Regions from separate parts of the Scylla paramamosain genome. Here region 1 is linked to region 2. A link is a contact called in public Hi-C data. All regions are on one chromosome and are shown on one strand. Each heading gives the region's core, a stretch centred on a gene start, on an enhancer-like site or on the middle of the called end of the contact. The rest is flanking DNA. Distances are from core to core; before and after follow the strand shown.

Evidence for each region. A called contact is a pair of places that touch in the nucleus more often than the background predicts.
Region 1: a contact with region 2 is called in a Hi-C map of testis, with 4 times the contacts expected there. The contact joins the enhancer-like site here to the promoter of LOC135100828 in region 2. A contact is called at or near these places in 2 of 2 Hi-C or Micro-C datasets (muscle and testis).

What each region holds. Positions count from the first base shown.
Region 1 is chr5:31,160,493-31,165,863 of ASM3559412v1, reverse strand. It overlaps LOC135100828 (stromal interaction molecule homolog), which reads right to left. Exons shown (of 16, transcript XM_064004238.1): 5 at 5,034-5,081; 6 at 4,015-4,130. Among protein-coding and RNA genes, the nearest start is that of LOC135100833, 69 kb to the left of the region's middle. Within about 2 kb of position 1,748, the one cell type or tissue checked has an H3K27ac peak away from gene starts, as active enhancers do.
Region 2 is chr5:31,087,929-31,093,097 of ASM3559412v1, reverse strand. It overlaps LOC135100828 (stromal interaction molecule homolog), which reads right to left and starts at 2,780. Exons shown (of 16, transcript XM_064004238.1): 1 at 2,475-2,780. The coding sequence starts at 2,640. LOC135100830 (corrinoid adenosyltransferase MMAB-like) reads left to right here and starts at 3,642. Exons shown (of 8, transcript XM_064004245.1): 1 at 3,642-3,942. The coding sequence starts at 3,940.

The sequences.
Region 1 (5,371 bases), core at 499-2,998, 74 kb before region 2:
AAGTCTTTGTTGTACTCTACATTATGGTGACACAGTTTCTCTATTTCATGTTTGTTTTTCAGTTTTCCATTTATAAATGTATAGAAGAGTTTTGGCTGGTCTTTACACTTATCAATTATATTCTTCTTGTAGTTTCTCTTCTCTCTACACATTTGTATGTACTCATTTCTTGCATTTGTATATTTTTGCCAATTCTTTGGATGTTTTTCTTTTTCTCCATATATTCCATGCTCTATCTCTTCCTTCCTTTGCCTCACTGTACATTCTATTAAAATCACTCTTTTTATATTTGTCTTTCTATGTTTTAATATTGGTACATATTTATCACTCCTTTATTATAAATTTCCATCAGTATCTTATATTTTCTTCCACACCAGCTTCTTCCATATAAAAGTTATCCAATCTGTCTCCTGGAAGTACTTTCTGAATCCCCTATAGTCTGTTTTACTATATATTAGTCTCCTCTCTCTGTTTCTCTTTCTTTTTTGTGTTCATATCATCCTTTAGTTCAAGTTCCAGCAATATATGATAAGTTTGTCTAATGAGGTGTTTATACTTAATTTCACCCACAATCTCCGGCTCCTCATAAATATTAAGTCTAGTCTTGACAGTTCTTCATCATTTCTAAATCTGGTGTTGTCTTGAACCCACCGGGTCATAGTGTGATATATTTCCCCATGAGTTCTTGGCCCCTTCCATTGACATTTCCTCCCAGCATACCTCCTTACAGTTAAAATCCCCCATAATTACTGACCTGTTTCCTTCTTCTAGTACTGTGTTTAGTGAGAGTCTTGTATCATTTAGCATCCTAGCATAACCAAGTCCGCTCCATGACCTCGTTCTTGGTGGTACATAGTACACAACAAATTATTTATTCTTTTTTTCCATATCTATGTCCTCCACTTTTAATGTAATCACTTCAGCACTTTCCTCTCTACAAACAACTCTGGTCACTTTTAAATTTTTCCTGGTCAATTTTATGACTCCATCACCCTATTTACCATTTCCACTCAAAACACTCAAGAAAGGAAATAATATTTGTAATCATCTAACACAACAGCACCTAAGTATGCTTGTACTGTACTGGCATATCTAATCCTCAAAATATATAGCAGACTGTTTCATTTTCATATTATATGACAAACTTTCAATATATATATATATATATATATATATATATATATATATATATATATATATATATATATATATATATATATATATATATATATATATATATATATATATCACTGAAAACTTATACAACCTTAAATATTTTGTTTTGGCAAGGAAATGATATGACATAAAATGGTGTAATTACTGTACAGTAAACCCTTGATAAACCAAACTAATTGGGGGGAGATGCCTGATGGTTTATCAGAAAATTTGGTTTATAAGATGGCTGGAATAGCACCTTATAAGCCAACTGAGGGTCGATTTATACAGTGAAGCATTCAGTAACGTGTGTTTAAAATGAGTGGCTTCTTTTCATGCGTGTTTTTATGGTAGATCTTTAGTGATACAGTGCTTAATTAATGTACTGTAATATAAATAATAAGGTAGATCAAATAAAAGTATTTCTGACTGTGCTGCACTCACCAAACAAGGAAGGGATACTGTGTTGCTGTGTTGGGAAGTGTTGCTATGAGATGAAAGGGGAGGAAGCCAAGTGATGCACATACCACCACACTACACCACACTACACCAGATAACCAGCCACACACTGAGCTATGTTTGGTCAGCCCAGTCCAGGACCACACCAGTGTTCGGCATACCCAAGGGATAGACACATCATCACCGATGTGTTAGGTCAGCTTTCAAACTCATCTGATAAACTGAACACGTGGTCAGTTTACCAAGGAAAGTTCAGTTGGCACAAAGGGGTCAGTTTATCAGAAATTCAGTTTAATGACGTTCGGTTTATCAAGGGTTTACTATAATTACAAAATATTCTTTTTAATGACTAGAACTACATACAATACACTACATTAAATCAGTCTATCAGTCTTTGTATGTACTTCTATCATCTCAACATATTATGTCAAAATGTATGACTAGTAATACTGTACTATATAAAAATATATCAATATTTATGTGTACCTACTAGTGCTGTACATACTTACACAAAATATACTAGTGTGTCTAGCATCACACACTACAATAGTTCAAGTATTGTAAGTATTTGCAAGTTCCCTCACCATGATTATTGCTTTGAGGTTGCACTGTACTTGTTCCATGCACTGGCATTGTTAATGTCAGCAGTGAGTATGGGTGCCATCAAGAGAAATAAAGAAAAGTTTCACACATTCATGTATAAACACACACACACACACACACGCACACACACACACACACACACACACACACACACACACATTAATATTCAAAGACATTTTTATATATGAAGTATAATATCTGAGAAAACAATAATAAAATCTTATAAATAAAGTTTCTTAGCTAAACTACATAAGTGCCTAAGAACAGTGTACACACTCTGAGAAGCTTTTTAACAAGACATTGAGAAGCAGTACAATCCACATAAAAATGCATCCAGTGTATTTCAGCCATATAAATAAATATACAATGATAATACACAATTGTTATGAATCCAACACACACTTCTCACAAACATGCCTGATTGAAAACACCCAATTTCCATACATGTTTTCAAAATGAAAGAAGTGATACAGAGGAGAAACACTTGCTTGAAGACATGTTTACCCAAGTCATCTAATATGTAGTGGTATGGCACTAGTGATCATGATTACAAGTGCCAATTATACGAGTATATATGACGGGAAGTTGTAAACAAAATTACAATTTATAAAGAACCCTCTCCTTTGTATTATATTAAAATATTTTTAATCTTCTGAACACTTCCATTGTAATATGGCATTAAAAGTTAGTTATTTCAAAATGAGGTTGAAGAATTTAATATTTCTCATTATTGTTGACTGCCCAGAATTCTGCCAAACATATGCAGTATCCGTTAGATTGAATAATGGTCATAACAAATTCCCTATATATATCTTGTGATGTATAGTCAAACTCATCTGTAATTTTTTTCCAATTCTGAAGTAATTATGACTAAAATTTTCTTATGCAACTGAAATTAAATATGAATTATGATAATTCAGTGCCCAATTATATAAACCAAAAATGCCTGCCAGGTTTGCCATCCAATCAGTAGACAAGTGCAGCATCAGAAGTGATCACTTTACTAGAGAATCTTCCTCCTCTGTTTCTCTTGTTGCCTTTATATATTCTTTCAACTGTAATTTGGAAACTGGGAGAATTTCAACATCTTCTCAAGCAAGCACAAGTACATTCCCCTCCATTTACAAGTTGTCATTTAAATTATACTTACCATGAATCATGAAGACATCAGCCATATGCAAGAAGAAAAATCTGAATGTTTAAATAATTTCCATAAAACTTGTACACTGCTTAGGCACCAGTCTTGGTAACTCAGTTATTATACTTCTCTGGTGTAAAAAAAAAAAAAAATTCACCAAAACTGTTAAGCACAAAAAAAAAACATTCAGATCCCAAACCAGCTTCATTAAATATTATAAACATATAAAGGAAAGTAAAGGTAAAGACTAAATATATCAACAGTGGCAAAATTATAAGTTAATTTAAAAAAAAACAATCATGTGTCAGAAAATATCGTGCCATGCTTTTACTCTGGCAACATAATCTATATATATATGTATAAAAAAATAAATAAATAAAAAAATCATTTAGACTAGAAAATAGATAAAATCAAAATTATGGGTTTTCCATATTTTGGGAATGATAATGAATTCCAAGTGGATACAAGTTGTCACTATAATAACCAATATGATCTCTATAATCATACACTGCTTTTAAAACTTGAACAAAATTAATATGGCTTTAAAAGTTACTTTGTATATGAAGAACCCATTCAAAATTTAACACTTCAAGGTAGCAAAAATGAAAATCAAACTCTTTGCAAACACAGTCCAACTTCTTATTAAAACAAATACTAACCTTTGGGAGGACCAAAGAGAACAACATCCATGGCTTTGATAGTTATCTTGGATCGGTGCTTGGGGTCTTTGATGCCTAGAACTTTGGTCAAGAATTGCTCATTGTTGGCAGCAAGTCTGAAAAATAATCCAGTCATTAATTGACAATAACATTTGTCAAGCTACATAGGACTGAGAGTATCTGTGATGTTAGTACATTGTGTTGTATATATGTAATACAGTTCTGCAGCTTGGTGATTGATTTTTCTTCTGAATAATGTTTTATTTGCTTGATCAACTCTTGAACTATCATTTGCAGAGAACGAGAGGATCAATATATGGATGAATAACAAAACTGAATAACAAAATCATTGTCCAGTCTAATGATTTGATGGAAATGAGACAAAATGGCAATGAATCATAAAAAAAAAAGTATAATGCAATCTAAGTTTGAGTTATTGACCTCTGGTCTCCTGCCAAGGTGTGTTGTGAGGAGCACAGTCTGTTTTCTACGGGAACAACATGCTATCAGCCTCAAAACTATCAGGAGAAACAGCAAAGACACTGTAAGCAACTAGAAACTATTACACCACCTTTATTAAAGAATGTTACAATCTTATTCCAAAATCTTCTAAAGTATATGGGGCACACCTTTCTCCAAATTATTTGTCCTATGAAAAATACATTTATGCACAGAACTGAAAATTATGAGACCACAAGGATTATAGTGTGCCTCAGTTACATATAAATCAAGCATGCATCTATCCATTCCAAGTAACGGATATGACGTCCAATATTCAACTAACACAAACACAGGACGTACTTGACACTTTCCAGGGGAAGGGGGAGAAAAGAGAAAGATAAGAAATGTTGGGTGCAATACCACGCACAAAAGCCATCACACAAAACATTATGTGGGCTTATAACTCTGACAGGTTAGAACTGCAAATCATAAGAAAGCAGCAATTAAAAGAAAGAAAGAAAAAAAAAAAAACACTGAATTCACTGATGCATTTCTGAGTTCACCTTTCTTTTGTATACCTTGAATTTCTTCTTTTGGATGTGGGAGTTATCACGCTGAGAACTGTACTGCAGAGGCGGAAGAAAGGCAGAACAACTAAATTGATGCAAACAAATTGGAGTAGCTTACATAGTTTGCATGATATTATTTGATATATCTGCCTTTCACAGCATGGAGATACAAGGGTAAGACAAAACACACTAAATACTGAATGGATTGATGATGCATGCCTGTTAATTTTAGCCAATAGGAATACATAAGTATATAATTATGTAAGCTGATACTAAATTTGTTCCCTTTTAGAATTACAAGCTATGTAACTTAATAGTACCTTACATAATAATATTGAATTTGAATG
Region 2 (5,169 bases), core at 1,531-4,030:
CTGTACAGCACAGCAGTGTACCTTTTACCTATACTACATGTTTCTGCATCAGCCACAAGCTTCCCTCTGGTGGTTCTCTTCATTAAAGCAGGAATCAAGGTCATGGTGACTAACTCATTGTGCACCTTTATAATGGAGAGAGAAAAGCAAGCTAGCAAAGTACAATTTATCAATGGTAATATTCAGTAATAAAGCATGTATATATGTATATTGTAGCTAGGTACTACTGTATTTTCATAGTAAACAGTGACAACTTATTTTCACAGTTGATTCAGCTTCATATTTTTCATCACTTTCAAAAACCTCTAACCATCCACTCATTGCACTTCACATAGTAATGGAAGTAAACAGATAAACAAAAATGACAGCTTGGAGATGCATTTTCTCCACTGATTTATATCTACATCTCAGAAAGCAACTATATTTACAGACTTTCACTGATTACCATAGGTGGGCTTTATCACGATAGATTATCGCAATAATGATATCATGTTATCAGTTATCCAATAATTATTTTCCCCATGTTATTGATTCATCATTATCATCAATACTTTTGGTTCCAAACTAGCAATAATCTATCATTTTTGTTTTCTGGAACGTAAGCATGAAGTCATTTTACTTAAAACCATAACTGTCACTGGTGAAGAGACAGGATATAGATTATATTTAAAGTTTTTTTCTAAGATTTTTAAAAAAGTTTTCTAAGATAAAAGATAAAAATAAAGATATGGATTTATATATTTTTTTAAAATTTAAAATATCAATATCGTTATTGCTAATAACTGAACTTTGGATTTATTGATTTATCAGTTATAGGTTATCAGGTGATAAATTTATCACCAGTTATTGATTATCGGTTATCGCCAATAAGGTTATTGTTATCGATTTATCATTTATCATGATAATTTTTTTTCATTATTGCACCCAGCTATGATGATTACTTTCTGATATGATGGTTGCAACACCACAGATTCGACATTAATATATATATATATATATATATATATATATATATATATATATATATATATATATATATATATATATATTTTTTTTTTTTTTTTTTTTTATTATTATTATTATTATTTTTATTATTATTATTATTATTATTATTTTTTTTTTTTTTTTTTTTTTTTTTTTTTTGCTATAATAGTCCTTAGTTGGGATGTACAGGTTGCCTCACAAATAATATAAAACATTATCCGAGGGGAAGAGTAAAGTTAACTGTTATAAAAGAGAGCTACTGACAAGGGAGAATGGAAGAGCACAGTTAAAGTGTAACAAAGGGGATTAGAGGGAATGGGAAGAGGGAGTGTGAAAAGGAAGGGGAATAAGAGATGGGTAAAAATGAATGAGTGTCAGGTTAAAGGAAAGACAAAAGGTATGTAAGTGTGAGGGCAGAAGGATATAAATGAAAAGCAGGAAATGTGTGTGATACAGAGGGAAAGAATGCAGACTTCTTTGTACCTTGGCTATTTCTCTGGTTCTGGCTCATTCATATCTTCTTGGTTCATTCTGGCACTTATCTTGACTGACTTTGCCTACTGTACCAAATAAACACATGAATAAACCTAATCTAGCAAAAGCAAACCAAACTTATCATGAAATCATACATAATCACTCCTAGGATACAAATAAATGTTTTGTTGGGAAGAGAAAAGCTAAATATGGTAAATGGTGTTACACTGACCAGTATTCTTAAGAACATTCTCCCACTAGCATTGTTTTCAAAGGCCAAAAGGGTAATTAATTGATTTCTTGTGAGTCTTCTTTTTCCCCTTAGATGGTATGTAATCTTTGTTAACTTACTGCTAGCATCTTTGTTAAAACTCCAATGACTTCCAATAGCATATTTAAAAAAGGTCATGATTGGATACAAAAAGTTTAGAAATACAGACCACCATGTGACCCAGAAGCCTCTACTGTTTCCTGCACCCACTTCCTCACATATGAAACAGCCATGCACCAATATCATGTGCGTCATGCAAAGTCCCCCTCCCCACACCCAACTATAAGTAATCATGCCCATAGATGTTGTGGAAATTTCCAGAATACTCACGTTTTATTTATTTATTTTTTTATTCATCAATACTGAGGCTATGTATTGCACTTTTATCATAACTACCTCATAAATGGCATTATATAAGTTGTACCTGGCAGGAAAAACACATGGATAAATATATTACAGGAGTAGAATACAAGAATAGAATCAGTGCAACTGCATTATGAAATTGCTGCCACACACACACACACACACACACACACACACACACACACACACACACACACACACACACTTAAACACATAACCAAAGAAAGATGCATGAATGAACAAAAAAATATATACATAAATTCAAGGAAAAAAGAAAAACACATACGTAATAACATAACTCGGGCAAAACATAAAAACCTTGACCCAACTCTGTAAAAATAGAAACAGATGTTTAAAAACCAGATAAGCACACGGTCCTTACCCTCCTCAGTCAGCTGGTGGATCCTGCCCCCATAGCCCCAGCTCCTGCCGCCGCTGCCGCCACCACTGCCGCCGCCACAGGTCAGCCCCGCCGTGGTCACCAGCACCACCAGACCCACGTAGTACGCCCGCAACACATGCACACTCGCTAAGTAGACCTCCATCATCTTTCTTTCTCCTCACCAAACACTCATCATGTGCCTCCCTACGCCTTATGTACAGGTCAGCTCGGTAGTCGCAGGTATCACTCGTGTAACCTTCTATACGTCTACACCTCACCGTGATTCTCGCGCGACTGAACAATAACATTGGCCACACTGACAGTTCTCTTCTTGCTAAACTTATCGAGATGCCTATAAACAAATTATTGGTTGATAAAAATAAACCTAATAAATTTCAATTTTATTTTCAGAAATTAATGTTTATATTTCTTTGTACTACATGTATTTCCTACCTAAAATATTTTATCCAGGTCATTTTAGCAGACACAGCGAGAAGGTAAACAAAAACAGTTGCTAAGTACCGCTATTGAGTTTCGAGTAGTAAAGACATTTTGAATAAATATATTCCATTTATTTTCTTTTTAAATTAAATTAATTACATCGATGAAATTGGTAAATTCAGTTGTATCGATTTATATAAAGTTCTATATTTACATTTGTTTTTTCAAGGGTATTTCTTCGTATTTGAGTGCCCCTATGCCGTATAGTAAAAAATCATACATATCGGAAAACAAAAAAAGATTGTGAAATCAGTGGCGGTACAAAATTATACTGCGTTTCAACTTATAATAAAGGAAACTATAAATGACACCACTAATGGCTGCTGATCAGACAGAAAAAGAAGTGTTAGCATTATCATCAGCTGACATTGCCAGTGTCATGTATACCACATATCAGTTTCTATATTTTATACTTTTCACGATATTTCACAATCTTTAATCATTTGTTGATGTTTGAGAGCAGAAAATTATAAGGGAGGGGTAATATCGGTGTTCAGCATCATTATTAGAAAAGACACATTTATCACAATGTAGCAGGTAACCATAGACCATATATAGACAACAAACAACCTTGAAAGAGAAGAAAGGACATTTGCAAGTAGAAGGAATATGAGGTGAAAATCCCTTTTGTTTAAGTGTTAAAGATTCTCTCTCTCTCTCTCTCTCTCTCTCTCTCTCTCTCTCTGATAATTTGGCGTTTGTCACAGGTACTTCATGAATACCGTAACGAATTGACGCATTATCTCCTTCTATGTCCACAATGGAGTGAAAGGCAGCAGTGTTTGAGGGTTACGTAAAGCAGACAGGGAGCGAGGAGACGAGGACTCGGTGACCCCAGCAGCAGTGTGGAGGGGTGCAAGGGGCCCTTATCTGCATGTCCTGCATTGATCTGCCTCCAGCATCCTGCATCACCGCACCCAGACGTCCTACAGTCACTATTATATACATGTAACCTCGGATCAGAATGGTGAGTGTGGTAAATGCTTGGTGGTGGTGACATGTTTACAGTGTTGAAGTGTTATGGTTAGATAATGAGATGTCTTACCTGGCTGCATGGCTGTATGGTGTTGCTGCTGTAGGTGTAGCACAGGTTTACAGCGCCGTGCTTCAGGTCTGATAACTGTATCTACCATAATTACCATTGTCATTACTTTGCAATAGGGGAACGTTATTAAGTGACATTATTATTTGGAAATATAGTGTGTGTGTGCGTGTAATTTACTGACATCTCACTGTCTGCCCATATAGAAAAAAGAAAAAACACAAACGCTTCTCCACTAACACAGTAGGTCACTGGTGGTATTAGGATTCATGTTAAGTAATGCCAAATTTATGTACAAAATATCCCATTCCCAGTAGTAGCAGGAGGCATAGATTTTCTCATACATAAATATAGTATTACCAAAGTTGCATGAAGTTAGAAATGCTAGTGAATGTTCCAAGTCATGCTTATGTAATGCAGGTGGAGGGAACAATTTTTTCTTGTAGATGTTGGTGTGCTTTGAATAAATTTGCCAACAATTGCCAGTTGAAACCATTAGGTTTTCCCTAACACTCCTTAACTAGGTACAACTAGTAATTTCTGGCAACCTAGCCCAAATGTTTTAACCTTGTTAAGCTAACCTTTATAACTGTGTGGGACAGTTGGGCCTTGTGGGGCATCAAACCCCATAAGACCTTAAGTTCTGCAGGCTCCCTGACAAATATTCCTCCCGAGCTTAGGTCTGAAACCTTAAAGCATGAACTATCATTGTGAGAGAAAAAATAAATATAATAATATTTTGAGAATCAGTAGTATCTTATAGAAATATTATTAGCAAAGTATCATACACACCCCCAAAACCTCCCAGAAAAAAAAAAGTTTGATCCGCCAGTGTGAAACAGGTACAATTCTGATCAAATTAAAACTCCATAAAAAATCTGCTAGTGAGAAGCACTTGACAGACATAAGATCATATAGGTAACCTGCCCTATTCTTAAAGATTAATAGTTTTTACTGTAATTGGAATGACATATATAGGGACAAGCACAGCCAGGTAAAGTTAATAAAGTTAAGGGGCATATGCTACAGTTGCACATTACCTTTGCATTCATCTCTGTCTCATTGGCCTTTGAGCCTTTTGTGGATGATATTGCTTAACCTGGGACACAAGGCCACTCCGATGTACAGGTTTCTCCAAGTAAGTGGTTATCA